Linked DNA regions of Sus scrofa: all the other regions are linked to region 2. The links are chromatin contacts, called in public Hi-C maps. All regions are on one chromosome and are shown on one strand. The core of a region is the stretch at or near the end of the contact, and the rest is flanking DNA. Distances in the headings are between cores, read along the strand shown.

Evidence for each region. Hi-C and Micro-C count contacts between places; a contact is called where the count stands out from the background.
Region 1: a contact with region 2 is called in a Hi-C map of liver, with 2.1 times the contacts expected there. A contact is called at or near these places in 2 of 5 promoter capture datasets (fetal liver and skeletal muscle), 12 of 47 Hi-C or Micro-C datasets (alveolar macrophages, embryonic fibroblasts, fetal liver and 6 more) and 1 of 2 datasets of targeted methods (skeletal muscle).
Region 3: a contact with region 2 is called in a Hi-C map of liver, with 3 times the contacts expected there. A contact is called at or near these places in 2 of 47 Hi-C or Micro-C datasets (heart right ventricle and liver).

The regions. Positions count from the first base shown.
Region 1 is chr4:7,806,857-7,811,265 of Sscrofa11.1, forward strand. No RefSeq gene overlaps it. Among named protein-coding and RNA genes, the nearest start is that of ST3GAL1, 88 kb to the right of the region's middle.
Region 2 is chr4:7,636,507-7,640,929 of Sscrofa11.1, forward strand. No RefSeq gene overlaps it. Among named protein-coding and RNA genes, the nearest start is that of ST3GAL1, 260 kb to the right of the region's middle.
Region 3 is chr4:7,766,822-7,771,198 of Sscrofa11.1, forward strand. It overlaps LOC110260216 (a long non-coding RNA gene), which reads right to left. Exons shown (of 2, transcript XR_002343066.1): 2 at 398-2,481. Among named protein-coding and RNA genes, the nearest start is that of ST3GAL1, 130 kb to the right of the region's middle.

The DNA of each region.
Region 1 (4,409 bases), core at 1,390-3,889, 170 kb after region 2:
CTGTGTCTTCAGGGCTCCGTCCTTGTCCTTCTTTTTATTATCCACCTTGTCCCCAAGTGACCTCGTCCACACCTGGTCTCCACCACCCCCTGTGAACCTGGAGACACCCCGATCCTGCACCCCAGTCCTGAAAACTCACCTGCCCGAGGCCGTGTGGCTTTCCAAAGCCAGTCACCAGAAATAAAGTGTTGAAGGCGCTCGTCGAGAGGACATTGACCCGTGAGCTGGAACCAGGCAGTCAGAGACCCCTGTCCCCTCCCCCACCCGTGGAAGGTACGTTCGGTCCAATGTTCCACAACTGCGGCTGTTTTCAAGGACACAGTCTTGAGAGAGCATGTGAGGCCATCTGGATGCGTGCGTCACCAAACCCCTTTAAGGCCTCTCCATCAACTCTTAAGAGTCTGGCGGGTGCATGCAGAGATCTACTTGTCTGCTGCCCAGAACAAACTTCGTGAGTATACGTCCTTGCTTACTAAACTTGCACCTGCCGGTCCCAAGTGGTGCCTCTTTTTTTTTATTTTTTTTATTTTTTTTGTCCTTTTAGGGCCCCACCTACCACGGCATATGGAAGTTCCCAGGCCAGGGGATTGAATCCTGCAAACCCTGCAACCTACACCGCAGCTCAAGACAATGCCCGATCCTTAACCCACTGAGCGAGGCCAGGGATGGAACTCGTGTCCTCATGGATCCTAGTCGGGTTCCTTACTGCTGAGCCACGACAGGAACTCCCAAGGGTGCCTCTTTCTTTGGTTTCGCCTTGCCCTCCATGTATGGGACTGGTTTCAGATTTCACACCAAAAGCTCCTGAGGTTGCAAAACCAACAAGCTATAAGTGACCTCACTACCCCCACCTGTCAGCCTGTCACTGCACAGTCCAAATATGGTGAAATAACTGACCATCACCTGTCCCCTGCAAAGGGTGGGCTCCCGGAGGACAAGAACTGTGTCACGGCCACCTCCTCGTCCCCAGCACTTAGCACAGTATCTGACACATAGTAGGTGCTTGATAAATTTGTGTTGAAGAGAGAGCCCTCTAGGGCCCCAGTAGGCCATATGCAGAGCCTCCAGGTGGGTTTTGCAGAAGGTCTGGTATGAGAGGCATAGCAGGGCACCCTGTTTAAATATGTGTGTGTCAGTGTCTCTATTTAGATTGTCATTGTAAAGTTTACTTTTCAGGGTCTTTCATGGAAAAATAGATATAAGTGATTCATGCCTAAGATAGGATTTCTCTTATTATCTTAGAGGCAGCAACAATGAAAACCGTGAGTTCACATACACACTAGCAATAAAGGCATAGCCTGTAGTAATTTGAGAGCTGAATTATGTAATATATATATATGTATACACACACATATAATTTTTTTTAGGGTGGCACCCTGGGCATATGGAAGTTTCCAGGCTAGGGGTCGAATCTAAGCTACAGCTGCAAGCCTACACCACAGCCACAGCAATGCCAGATCCAAGCCTCGTCCGCCACCTGCACCACAGCTCACGGCAACACCAATCCTTAACCCACTGAGGGAGGCCAGGGATTGAACCTGGATCCTTATGGATACTAGTCGGTTTTGTTACCACTGAGCCACAATGGGAACTCTGAATAATATTTCATTTTCAAATCATGTCAATATAAATAAGGATACTACTGAAAAGAATTATACCTGTCAAACCTCTCTCCCCTGGATAAGGTGAGCCACACTAATAAATAATTTTTCTAAGTGTTTTAACTTTGGATTATTCTCTATTAATATTCCGATTTAAAGGAATATCAGAAAAGAGTCATTGACAAGGCTGTATCTACTATGAATTCTCTGATATTTGCATATATTTTATTACATAATTTTCTACACTTTTTACATCATTAAAAGTTCTTTCCAGCAATAAATAACTAAATAAGTAAATTTGTGATTTTCGTCCCCTATATGTCCCCATTTCGAGCCAGGCCTTGGATGTCTCCTTGCCTCAAAGACTTTAGCCAAAGGGACAGTTGTAAGTTGGGATTCTTTGAAATTGGTTCAATCCATTTACATAAGAAAAGGAGCGGCGTGTCCTCCTGGAGGACACTAGATAGGAAAGTGGCCAAAAGGATTTCTAAGGCTGGAAGTCAGCTGGAGCCCTGGAGAAGGCTTTAGAGGGGTGAGCAGGGACCTCAAGTGTCCCTGGTATCTAGTGGATTGAATTGTGTCCCCTCCAAATTCATGCTCCCCCGGGGAACCTCAGAATGTGATCTTCTCAACATGTCTTATCTTTGTACTGTTATTAGTTATATAAATTAAGATGAGATTAAACTGGATCAGGGAGGGGCCCCTAAATCTTGGTGTTCTAAGAGGAGAAAACACACACACACACACACACACACACACACACACGGTGCCAGGTGAAGACAGAGGCAGAGAGCAAAAGGATGCCTCTAGAAGCCAAGGCCAAGGATTGCCAGAAGCCACCAGAAGCTGGGAAAGAGGCAGGAGACAGTTTCCAAAAGGAACCTCTCCTGCTGACACCTTGATTTCAGACTTCTGGCCTCCTGAACCGTGAGAAAAGAAATTTCTGCTGTTTTTGGCCATCCTGTTTGTGGTCATTTGTTTTGGCAGCCCTAGGAAATGAACACATCCAGGAAGGCTGGACCACATGACAAGGGCGTTTAGGAGCCACGGTCCTCTATGGGTTACACAGCCTAGGACAGCGAGTGGCTCTGCCTGTTCATTGCACATGCTGCTAAGTAGCAGAGTTCCCTTGTCCCCGGCCCTGCGTGCATCAGACCTCTGGATCTTTGCATTTCTTGGGGGTCAAAGAGCCCCTTCCTGGATGTTAGGGAATCTTCAGCAGCCCGGCCACACGGACAGCTATGCTGAGTTCAAGGACACAACAACCTGTAATTTAACCAGAGCTTCTGGGCTGAGTCATGTCTGCTATGCCAGGTTCATAAAGAGGACGAGGGGAAAGAAATCCGTGAGAAAGGTACACTGGAATCACACCCAGCAGGACCTTAATAGAAGTCTGGATTTCCTTCTCTAGGCAATGGGAGCCTCTGAAATTTTAAGGGTTTTCAGCTTGAGAATGACTTGGGAGAATAACTTTCCTGAAGGGGGACTTCAGGAAAATAACTCTGGCTGTGGTTGTGTATAGGTTATCAAGAGTCTGGCTGCAAGTAACAGAACCATGACCTAAAGTGGCTGAAACAAAATAATCATATTGACTCATACAAAAGAAAGGCTAGAATGTAGGCTTCAGGTATGGTGTGATCTGGGCTCTGGATTTATTTTTTTTTAAGATTTTTTTATTATAGTTGATTTATCTGGATCTACTTAACTTCAATTCGGCTTCCCTTTGGGGCACTAGATATCTTCCAGAGAAACCCAGTTAAAAATACTTTTGTGTTCATGGCCAGTTAGAAATAAAGAGAGGCCTCACTTTTAAGAACTTCTTTCCTATAAGTTCCAAGTATATTTCTATCTTGTTGATCCAAATGGAGATTAATTCTATTTATTCCCTGAGCCAAATTCTGGCAAAGAGATTAGGGTAGTCATGATTGGACAAGACTAATCGGCTGCCTTAGCTGTTGGATCTAATATGTGTGAGTAGCGTATCGTGTTTCTGCAGACTGGAATGCCTTGGGATTTTTCAGGGTTGGAAGTGGAATTAAGGGTCATGGATCCTACATTCCTCGAGATGCAAAATCTCCAGCACAGCTCTCCTTCCACATTTTTGCCCTGCAGGTGGGTACATGCTGCCTGGGGAGTCAGTTCACCGCTGGGTTGCTGACCTATAGCAGGGTGAGGGCTGCCAATTGGACTCCTCACCCAGAAAACCTGAAACCCAGGCTGGATGAACAGAGGGAATTCAAGCTGATAGGATGATGCTGACAGTTGCTGAGATGTGGAGGGGCTGGGGCCACAAATATGTAGACAACTTTTAGGACTGACTTCAGGGCTTAACAGAGAAAGCCTATGGGTGGGGAGAGGAGAGAGCCAGAGAGCCAGGATAACCAGTTTCAGTGTCAGTCTGTCCCTCCCTACATAACTTCCTTTTTCTTTGTTTTTCCTTCGGGTAGCATCGGCAGCATACATAGCAGTTCTCGGGCTAGAGGTCGAATCAGGGCAACACTGGATCCAAACCCCATCTGCAACTTATGCTGCTGCGCGGAGCAACACCGGATCCGTAACCAAGGAGAGGGATTGAATCTGCATCCTCAGGGAGGCAACATGGGTCCTTAATCCACTGAGCCACAACGGGAACTCCTATATCACTTCTTTTACCTAAGGCAAATTGGGCCAGGTCCTCACAGCCCCAAAAACTTGAAGTAAAACGCCACCCCAAACAAAGCAAGTCCCAGCAGCTCCGAGCTTCCCTTTGACAAGCAAGGCAGCTCTTTCCTGCACAATCACTCAGATGGCATCGGAACCCGTTAGGAT
Region 2 (4,423 bases), core at 910-3,409:
TAGCATCCATGAGGATGCAGGTTTGATCCCTGGCCTCGCTCAGTGGGTTAAGAATCCAGTGTTGCCATGAGCTGTGGTGTAGGTCACAGAAGCGTTGCTGAAGCTGTGGCTCTGATTAGACCCCTAGCTTGGGAACCTCCATATGACACGGGCGTGGCTCTAAAAAACAAACAAACAAACAACAAATAAAAGACTTCTACAGAGTTGGCTGTATCAACATGATTTTTTAAATCAAAAGGCAGATAGACCTGAAATACCCACCCCCAATGAATTTCTTAAAAATGTGCTATTTCAGCTAATGGAAAAGTATAGAGCAGTGAAAATGAACCGATTACAGAAAAACGCAAAAGAGAGGCTGGATCTCCTAAACGTCATTTCGAGGGGAAAAAGCTACTCAGAGTTGGAATCATACACCATAGGAGTCCTTCAATATCAAGTTCAAAATCATGTGCTCCTAGATAATGTGTTATTTAGGGAAACAAATGAGCACAGTAAAACCGTAAAGAAAAGAAATAGAATGGCAAATACAAAATTCTCACGGGGGGGTCAAGTCTGAAAGGGGAGGAAGGAAAGAAATTTGGGGCATGGAGTTCCCATCGAGGCTCAGTGGTTAACGAATCCGACTAGGAACCATGAGGTTGCGGGTTTGATCCCTGGCCTTGCTCAGTGGGTTAAGGATCCGGCGTTGCCGTGAGCTGTGGTGTAGGTCGCAGACACGGCTCGGATCCCGCATTGCTGTGGCTCTGGTGTAGGCCAGCGGCTACAGCTCGGATTAGACCCCTAGCCTGGGAACCTCCACATGCCACAGGAGCGGCCCTAGAAAAGGCAAAAAGACAAAAAAAAAAAAAAAAAAAAAAAAGGAAAAAAGAAAGAAAGAAAGACATTTGGGTCAGGAGATAGAGAAGACGGCCTAGGTGGTGAGACTTACCCCTTGTGAGCCTGAATGGTGGACACACAGGGGTTTATTTTACCGTGGTTCTTTCTATGTGACGTACAGCTTTGAAGAGTCCATTTCTCACTTGCATCTAATATTTAATATTATCATGAAATACCGAATCACTTCGTTCTACCCGTATGAAAGCAATAAAGTCAACGGGCAAGGGTGATGGAGGAGGCAACGGTGCTCCTGACTGACCTAGACCCTAGAGGCGGCGTTTGCTCGGGACTTAGGAAAAAGGGAAAATCCGCAGAAAATCTTCAGGCAGATGAAACAGTGACAAGAAGGCACATGTGAAAGCAGCAAGCTGGGGAAAGTTGAGATCGGTGGGTAGAGAATGAAGTTTGCTGCAGACCTGACCAGGGAATTTGGAGATCCATGGGGATTCATGACAAAATTTCATATTGCAGTCACATCACCCTAATCTAAAATGCACCGTTTTAACCATTTTTAAGCGTACAGTTCAGGGACCTGAGGTGTATTCACATTCTTGGGCAACCGTCCTTGCTGTCCACTTCCAGAAAGTTTTCGTCATCCTAGGCCATTAAGGAATTTCTATCAGCTAAGGGATATGATTGGATTTACCTTTTAGGGAGGAAAAAAAAAAAAAAGCACATACCTCAAAACCAGGGAGTGTCTAAAGGCAGGGAGATTATTTTAGGAGGTCAGACGTGGTCCAGGCGAAGGAGAGTCAGAGGAATGGAGGAGGCAGGGGAGGCAATGCAAGAAAAGCCACGGATGGAGTTCCCATTATGGGTCAGTGATACAGAACCTGCCTAGTATCCATGAGGATGTGAGTTTGATCCCTGTCCCTGTTCAGTGGCTTAAAGATCTGACATTGCCGTGTGCTGCGGTATAGATTGCTGGTGTGTCTTGGATCTGGCATGGCTATGGGGTAGGCTGATTTGACTCCTATCCTGGGAATTTTCATATGTTGCGAGTGTGGCCCTAAAAAGACAAAAAAAAAAGCCATGGGAGTCCAGGATCGTCCTGGGGAAAAATACACAGATGCCCCTAACTGTGCTGGAGAGAGGACTGACCAGGGTAAACCCAGGTTTCTGGGTTGAACATAGACTGGGATCCTTTATGAGAACAAGGTTACAAGAGAAAAAGGTTGGTTAGGTTGGTTTCCTGCTTTTTAAATCAGCTGGGATCTCTGCTTTCCGCCCACACACCAAGAGGTAACCCTACATACGCCCCTTATCTTGCAGAGAGTTTTATCTCCACAGCCTTGGAGAATGTCAAAGCCTATTTCATGATAACAAAGTGGGTGGGGAAAGAAGGATTCCCGTAATCCTGCTTAGTTTTGCTGGGGGGAGGGAGGGATTGAGAGAGTAGGCGGTGGAGACGCAATTCTAAGAGTGAATGTGAGGCTCTCGGGATGAAGGAGACGACAGCCAGACCCCAGGTGGCACCCACTGCCTAGGGATCAGAAATCTGCTTTCCTCACTATTGATAGAAGCTCCCTATGGCTGTGGTCCTCTCTGACCCTCAGAGTCTTCCTCAAAATCAAATGGGGTTAGATGCAAACTATTACATTTATAATGGACGAGCAATGAGGTCCTACTGTGTAGCACAAGGAACTATATATATCCAGTCTCTTGGGCTAGAACATGATGGAAGATAGCATGAGAAGAAGAATGTATATGTATGTATCATTGGGTCAGTTCGCTGTACGGCAGAAATTGACACAACGCTGTAAATCAACTATACTTTAATTTTAAAAAATGTTTTAAAAAGAAACCAAATGGAGCCTCCGGGGAAGCTCCCACTGCCTCCAGGGGCCCAGTCAGTGAGGAGCCTGGGCCCTGACAGACGAGGTGAAACTTCCTAGGCCAACGACGGGGCAGAGTGAGGACCTGACCCCAACCTGTTGGAAGCATCTTCTCAGAAACAGCAGCAAAAACACCCTGGGATCTGGAACAAGAGTACAGACCAACAATTAGGAAACCACAGCCCAAGAACCAACTCCAACAGGCTGCCTGTTTTTTGTATAGCCTCTGGGCTGAGAATGATTTTTCCATTTTTAAATGGTTGGAGAGAAGGAAAAAAATCAAAAGAGGAAACACGCGTGACACGTGAAATGTTGTGAAATTCACATTTCAGTGTCGCTGTAAGTAACATGTTCACGGGACAGAGTCCTGCCGGTCCATTCCTGCACCGTGTGAGGCTGCTTTTGTGCTGCGATGGCAAAGGTAAGGAATTGCAACAGAGACGCCGTGGTCCACAAGGCCGACAGTATTTACTCTGCGGGGGATGTTTACCAACCTCTGATGCAGATCCGGAGGGTTCAGCGCTCCTGCGTCAGGCAGGGGAGGACTCGCGGTCCATGGGAGGGGTTAGCCCTCCACGCTCACCGGCCTGGAAACAGCCAGGGAGCTCTCACAGCCCAAATTCAGCTGCTCTCCCCTTCCCGGCCACCGCACTCTAGCCTCTTCCCCAGGTACGAACTGGAGTCCAGCTCAGAACGAATCTACACATCCATGTAGCATCCATCTGGGGCTGCATCCGCTTAGAATGAGACGTCCTGCTTATTCATTCCTTCCACAAGCTCTGGTAAATCCCTACTGTGTGTGAGATGGGAAGGATGCCATAAAGAACAACGAATAAGACATCCTCGTGGTATGAAGAGACGAGTGTATGAGAAGCATTAAGAAATAAGACCCCGTGGAGTTCCCATTGCGGCTCAGCAGTAATGAACCCGACTAGTATCTATGAGGACTCAGGTTTGATCCCTGGCCCTACTCAGTGGGTTAGGGATCCAGCATTGCCGTGAGCTGCAGTGTAAGTCGCAGACTTGGCTCAGATCCTGCATTGCTGTGGCTGTGATGTAGGCTGGCAGCTGCAGCTCTGATTCAGCCACTACCCTAGAAACCTCCATATGCCATGCCTGCAGCCCTAAAAAGGAAAAAAAAAAAAAAAGGAAGAAAGAAAGAAGACCCCAAGTAAATGTCTGTCTGTGGCTTCAGCAAGCATGGCGAAGGGAAACTGCACAGCATGACAAGGACCCAGGGTCCATGAGGGTCCAGGCTGAGGGTGTGAAGGATGAGTGGGCTTTATCTCCACAAATGGAAGAGAACAGTGGTTGGGCAAAGGGAACAGCATGGGCAAAGGGAACAGCATGTGTAAAGGCCATGAGGCACACAGAGAATTTAAGGAGCAAAGAAGGACAAAAGAGGACATATGGCTGGAACTGGGTGAGGGGGTAGGAGCAGGTCCTCAGCGGGAGAGGGGTGGTCCCATCCAGCCTGACTTCCTCTCCCCACCTCCCCTTCCACAAACTGGCACCGCTTGAATGCGCGAGCGCCAACTTGAGCAGAAGAGCTGGATGAATTATTAGTCATCTGTGCCACGGTTATATTATCCAACCATAAATGTTCAATTAAGGAGATTAATTGCATGTAAATTGCCTGAGCTGTAATTTAGTGTGACTGGAGAAAAGATTAGAAGTGGTGTGGACAGCAGACCTACACCTATGTGAGTCGG
Region 3 (4,377 bases), core at 365-2,864, 130 kb after region 2:
GTCTTTCTGGTTGAACAGCTCAAAGGTCCTCCTGGAGACAAGCTGAGCCAGCCCGCTTCTCCCCCTGCGTTTACCAGTTATCTCTCCTTGTTGCTGACAGGCAAAAGCCCGGATATGTTTCATGCATCAGTGACAATAGAGGGAAATCCTATGGGGGAGGGGGGATCTTAGAAGCCGCCTGCCAGGGTTCTACCTGACCGGGCTCATGAGGTTCCCCAGAACTGAAGCTGGCAGCACTTACGGCTTGAACCTAGCCAGAACCCAGATTGGGACTCGAACCCAGTCTAAACCCAGATTGGGACTTGAAACCACAGTTATTCACTCACCTCGTATCTGGACTTACTGAGGTTCAGGTTCTTTGTGCCTCAGCACAGAAGGAATCCAGAGAGAGAGAAAATGATAGGCAAAAAAACCAGATTTATTAAGATTGGAAGCTTGAAAGAGATGCAAGCGGGCGGGCGGGGAAGCTCTGCCCCCAGGATCCCATGGGCTACAGTTTTTCATCCAAGTGGGGTGGGGGTCAGAAAAGTCTGCCTCTTCCTCTTTCCCGGAGTGGTAGCTCCTCCTTGGTATCTGGTAAGAGAGTAGTTGACCCTAAGGTCAAACAAGGACGTCATGGTGCTTATTCCAACCAGCAGAAGGGTGGTCCTTCCACTCCTGCCCTTGGTCAGAACCCAAATGCAGGCCTCACGTCATCCCCCACCCACTGACCTGAGTCACAGTTCCCGCCTCCACTAGTCAAGTAAGGCTGCCGGTTCTGACGGCGTTCTTGAACAACTTACAGATCTCCCAAAGTTCCCTAAGTTTCCTTCTCTGTCTATGGTCCCTTACTGGGACTCCACGGCCACCTGTGTAACTATCCTAGTCCACCCTATCAGAACGCCCAGAGTGGGTGGCAGAGCCCAGGCTGGGACCTTGTCTCCAGTGGCCCCTGAGAGCTCTTGCAGCATCCCCGGTCCCAGCCACCTGTGCTGGGAGTCCTGGAAACAGCCCGCTGGATGTCCTCGGTGACAGGCTCCCAGGAGGACGGAGACAGACCGCACCCCCCACATGTGGCTGTTCAGCTTGGAGACCCACTGGGGACATGGGTTCAGCCCGGCACCAGATCTACACCTTTGCCTGGAAGGTGGAGACTCAAATTGGGCAGCAAGCAACAACGGCCTGAGGAAAACAACTGCGCACATAGATGAACCTCCTACAAGGATTCGCTGCCCTCTGTCCTGGGACTCGACCCCCGACCCCTCCTCCTTCTTCGTCATTCCTGCCACAAATACCCACCAGGAGCTCCAGCCACCACTTCTGGCCTCAGATCCTTTATAAGCCCAGCACCTCCTCAGAGTCAGGGCTGGTGCCATCTGGAGCTCAGCCCGACCCCCTCTGGTGCCTGAAGAAGTCTCTCTGGCTTTACCAACTTGGCCTTGCGTGTTCCTCCCTCTGAAACCTAACATTTGGGGCTGAAACCCAGGAGGGATTGGCGGGGGGTCAGAAAGCTGGCCAGTAGCACCTGTAACCTCTGGGTTTACAACCCAGAGAGCAGAGGGCAGGGGCAGCTGGTCCTGGGCTAATCTCAGGCTCCCATGCAGGTCTGGGCCCCTGATCCAGGCATCTCCCTGCCAACCCTCTGGAGCCCAGCCAGGGAGAAACGCCAAGCCGGGAACTCCGCCTTGCCATTACCAACTCCGCATCCAACACCGGCCTCCCAGTTCTAGGGGAGTGGCTGACCCCTCCTTCCTGCTCCTCCAGAACCTGATGAGCCACCTCTCCCAGCCCCCACTGTCATGCTCAAGGTACGGGCTACCTCCACCCCTTCCATAGCCAGACATCATGCTCCCATTCGAATGAAGTTAAAAGACCCGTCCACAAAGCCCTGCCACCCCCACTGTCCTTTGAACCCTGAGAGCAGAAGGGGCCTCCAACCTATTATTAACCGCCTTCTTTCTCGTAACTTACCCCAGCCCTCTCACTCCCATTCAACAGTCCATCCTACCGGTAAAAAAGTCAGATGGCTCTGACCGCCTTGTCCCAGATCTCCGCATCATAAACCAGGCAGTCCTGCACCTCCCCCGGGGGTCCCTAACCCCTGCACCATCCTACCCCTTCTTCCCCCAGATACCTGCCACTTCTTGGTACTCAATCTGAAGGATGCCTTCCTTCCTGTCCCTTCACACCCAGACTCTCAGGACCTTTCCGCCGTCACCTGGACACATCCCGACACCCACCCATCGAGTCCGCTTACCTGGAGGTCCTTCCCCAGGGCTTTCGGGACAGCCCCTGGCTTCAGATCGCATCAGCCCGAGTACCCTCCTCCAGCACGTGGATGGTCTCTTACGATGCAGCCCAGCGTATGACAGCTCTTAAACAGACAGCGACGCTTTCAAACCCTGGCTGATAAGGGATACCGGCTGTCTCCCGCCAGAGCTCAAGCTTCGGGCCCCCAGGTCAAATAGCTCAGAATCTATTACCCTGGATGTCACGCTGTCACTGTAGACAGAAAACAGCTCATTGCTTCTCTCCCCAACCACCACCCCTTTCAAACAGGCACTCCCATCTTTCCTGGGGCTTGCAGGATTCCTCCGTATCCGGATCCCCAACTTGAGGCTTTGGCCCGTCCCCTATACCAAGCCACCAAAGGGCCTCTAATAAAGGCCCTGCTGTCACTATTACAGCTCCCTTCTTTAAATTACAGCAGGCGCTTATCTCCGCCCCTGCTTGCTCCCTTCCTGGCTTATCACAAGCCTTCAAGCTCCCTTCAACAGAAAGACAAGGAAGAGCCCTTGGTCTGTTGGGAAAAGACAGGGGACCAGATATTCAAGTCGTTGCTAGATGCCACAGTCAGGGGATGGCCAGCCTGTCTGAGAGCCCAGGCTGCAGCTGCCCTCTTAACATCTGAGAGCAAAAAACTCATCTTTGGATAGTCCACCACCGTCTAGTCCACATATAACCTCCCGGGCCCTCTCTCACATAAAGCCACGCAAAATCTTTCTCCCTTGGAGACGAACACAGGAGCTTCATCTGGCTTGTGTCGAGTCACTCGACACACACTTGGCCAGAAGCCCCCCGCTCAACCCGGCTACACTTTTATACATCCCGGACAGGAAAGTCTTACAGTCTTGCGAGGAAATTTTATTATTATTATTATTGGTCTTTTTATCTTTTTAGGGTCGTATCCATGGCATATGGAGGTTCCCAGGCTAGGGGTCTAATCAGAACTGTCGACCCTGGCCTACACCACAGCCACAGCAACACCAGATCCAAGCTGCATCTGAGACCTACACCATATCTCACGGCAACGCCGGATCCTTAACCCACTGAGCAAGGCCGGGGATAGAACCCGCAACCTCATGGTTCCTTGTCAGATTTGTTTCTGCTGCACCACAACGGGAACTCCAAGGACATTTTAGATTTCAACTCACCGTACCTCACTAACCTCTCAAACCATCCCTTGCCTAAAGCTTCTGATACCTGGTTTACTGATGGCAGCGCCTTCTCTCAGGATGGAAAGAGGGTGGCAGGATATGCAGTAGTTTCTCTTAAGGAGGGCATTGAATCTAACCCCCTTCCAAGAGAAGCCACCGCCCCAAAGGCAGAATTCATTGCCCTTCCTCGAGCCCTGGTCTTAGCTGCAGGACAAGAGGCAAACATTTACACTGACTCCAAGTATGGCTATCATATCCTTCGCTCTCACGCCGAAATCTGGGAAGAGAGGGGCTCCTCTCCACGAAGGGCTCCCGCGTACTTAATGCCCCCTTAATCTTTAGGCTTCTCCAGGCAGCCCAACTGCCCAAGGCAGCTGCTGTCCTTCACTGTAAGGGGCATCAAATGGGAAGGGATTTCTCATTCAGGGTGACAACAAAGCAGATAGAGAGGCCAAGAGGGCTTCTCCATGCCAGCCCCCTTCCCCGCAACTCCTAACTGTTCCAGATATTACAGCACAGTACTCCTAGGAGGAACAGCAATTCCCTCTTAGCCTCTGGAGCAGTCAGGGAAGGTGCCAGCCTAACAGTTCAAGGAAGGTACATCATACCCAAGGACCAAGCTCAACGTATATTAACAGACATTCATAAGTTTCTACCCATTGTGCTCAACACTCTTACAACTCTTCAGACCCCCTCATAGGCTGCCCTGACGTAAACCCCCTTCTTGGAAAAATCTGTCTTATCTGCTCTTCCACCTCCCCCCACGGAAGCCTCCGTCTCCTTCCTTTCCTACTCTCCAAGCCAGAGGCAACCTATGTGGACAAGCCCGGCAGGTGGATTTTACTCACACGCCTCCTGTTAAGAAGGTCAGATACTTACTAACGCTGGCTGATACCTTTGCAGGCTGGGTGGAGGCATTTCCCACCACCTCTGAGAAGTCCTCTGAGGTTCCCCAGGTCCT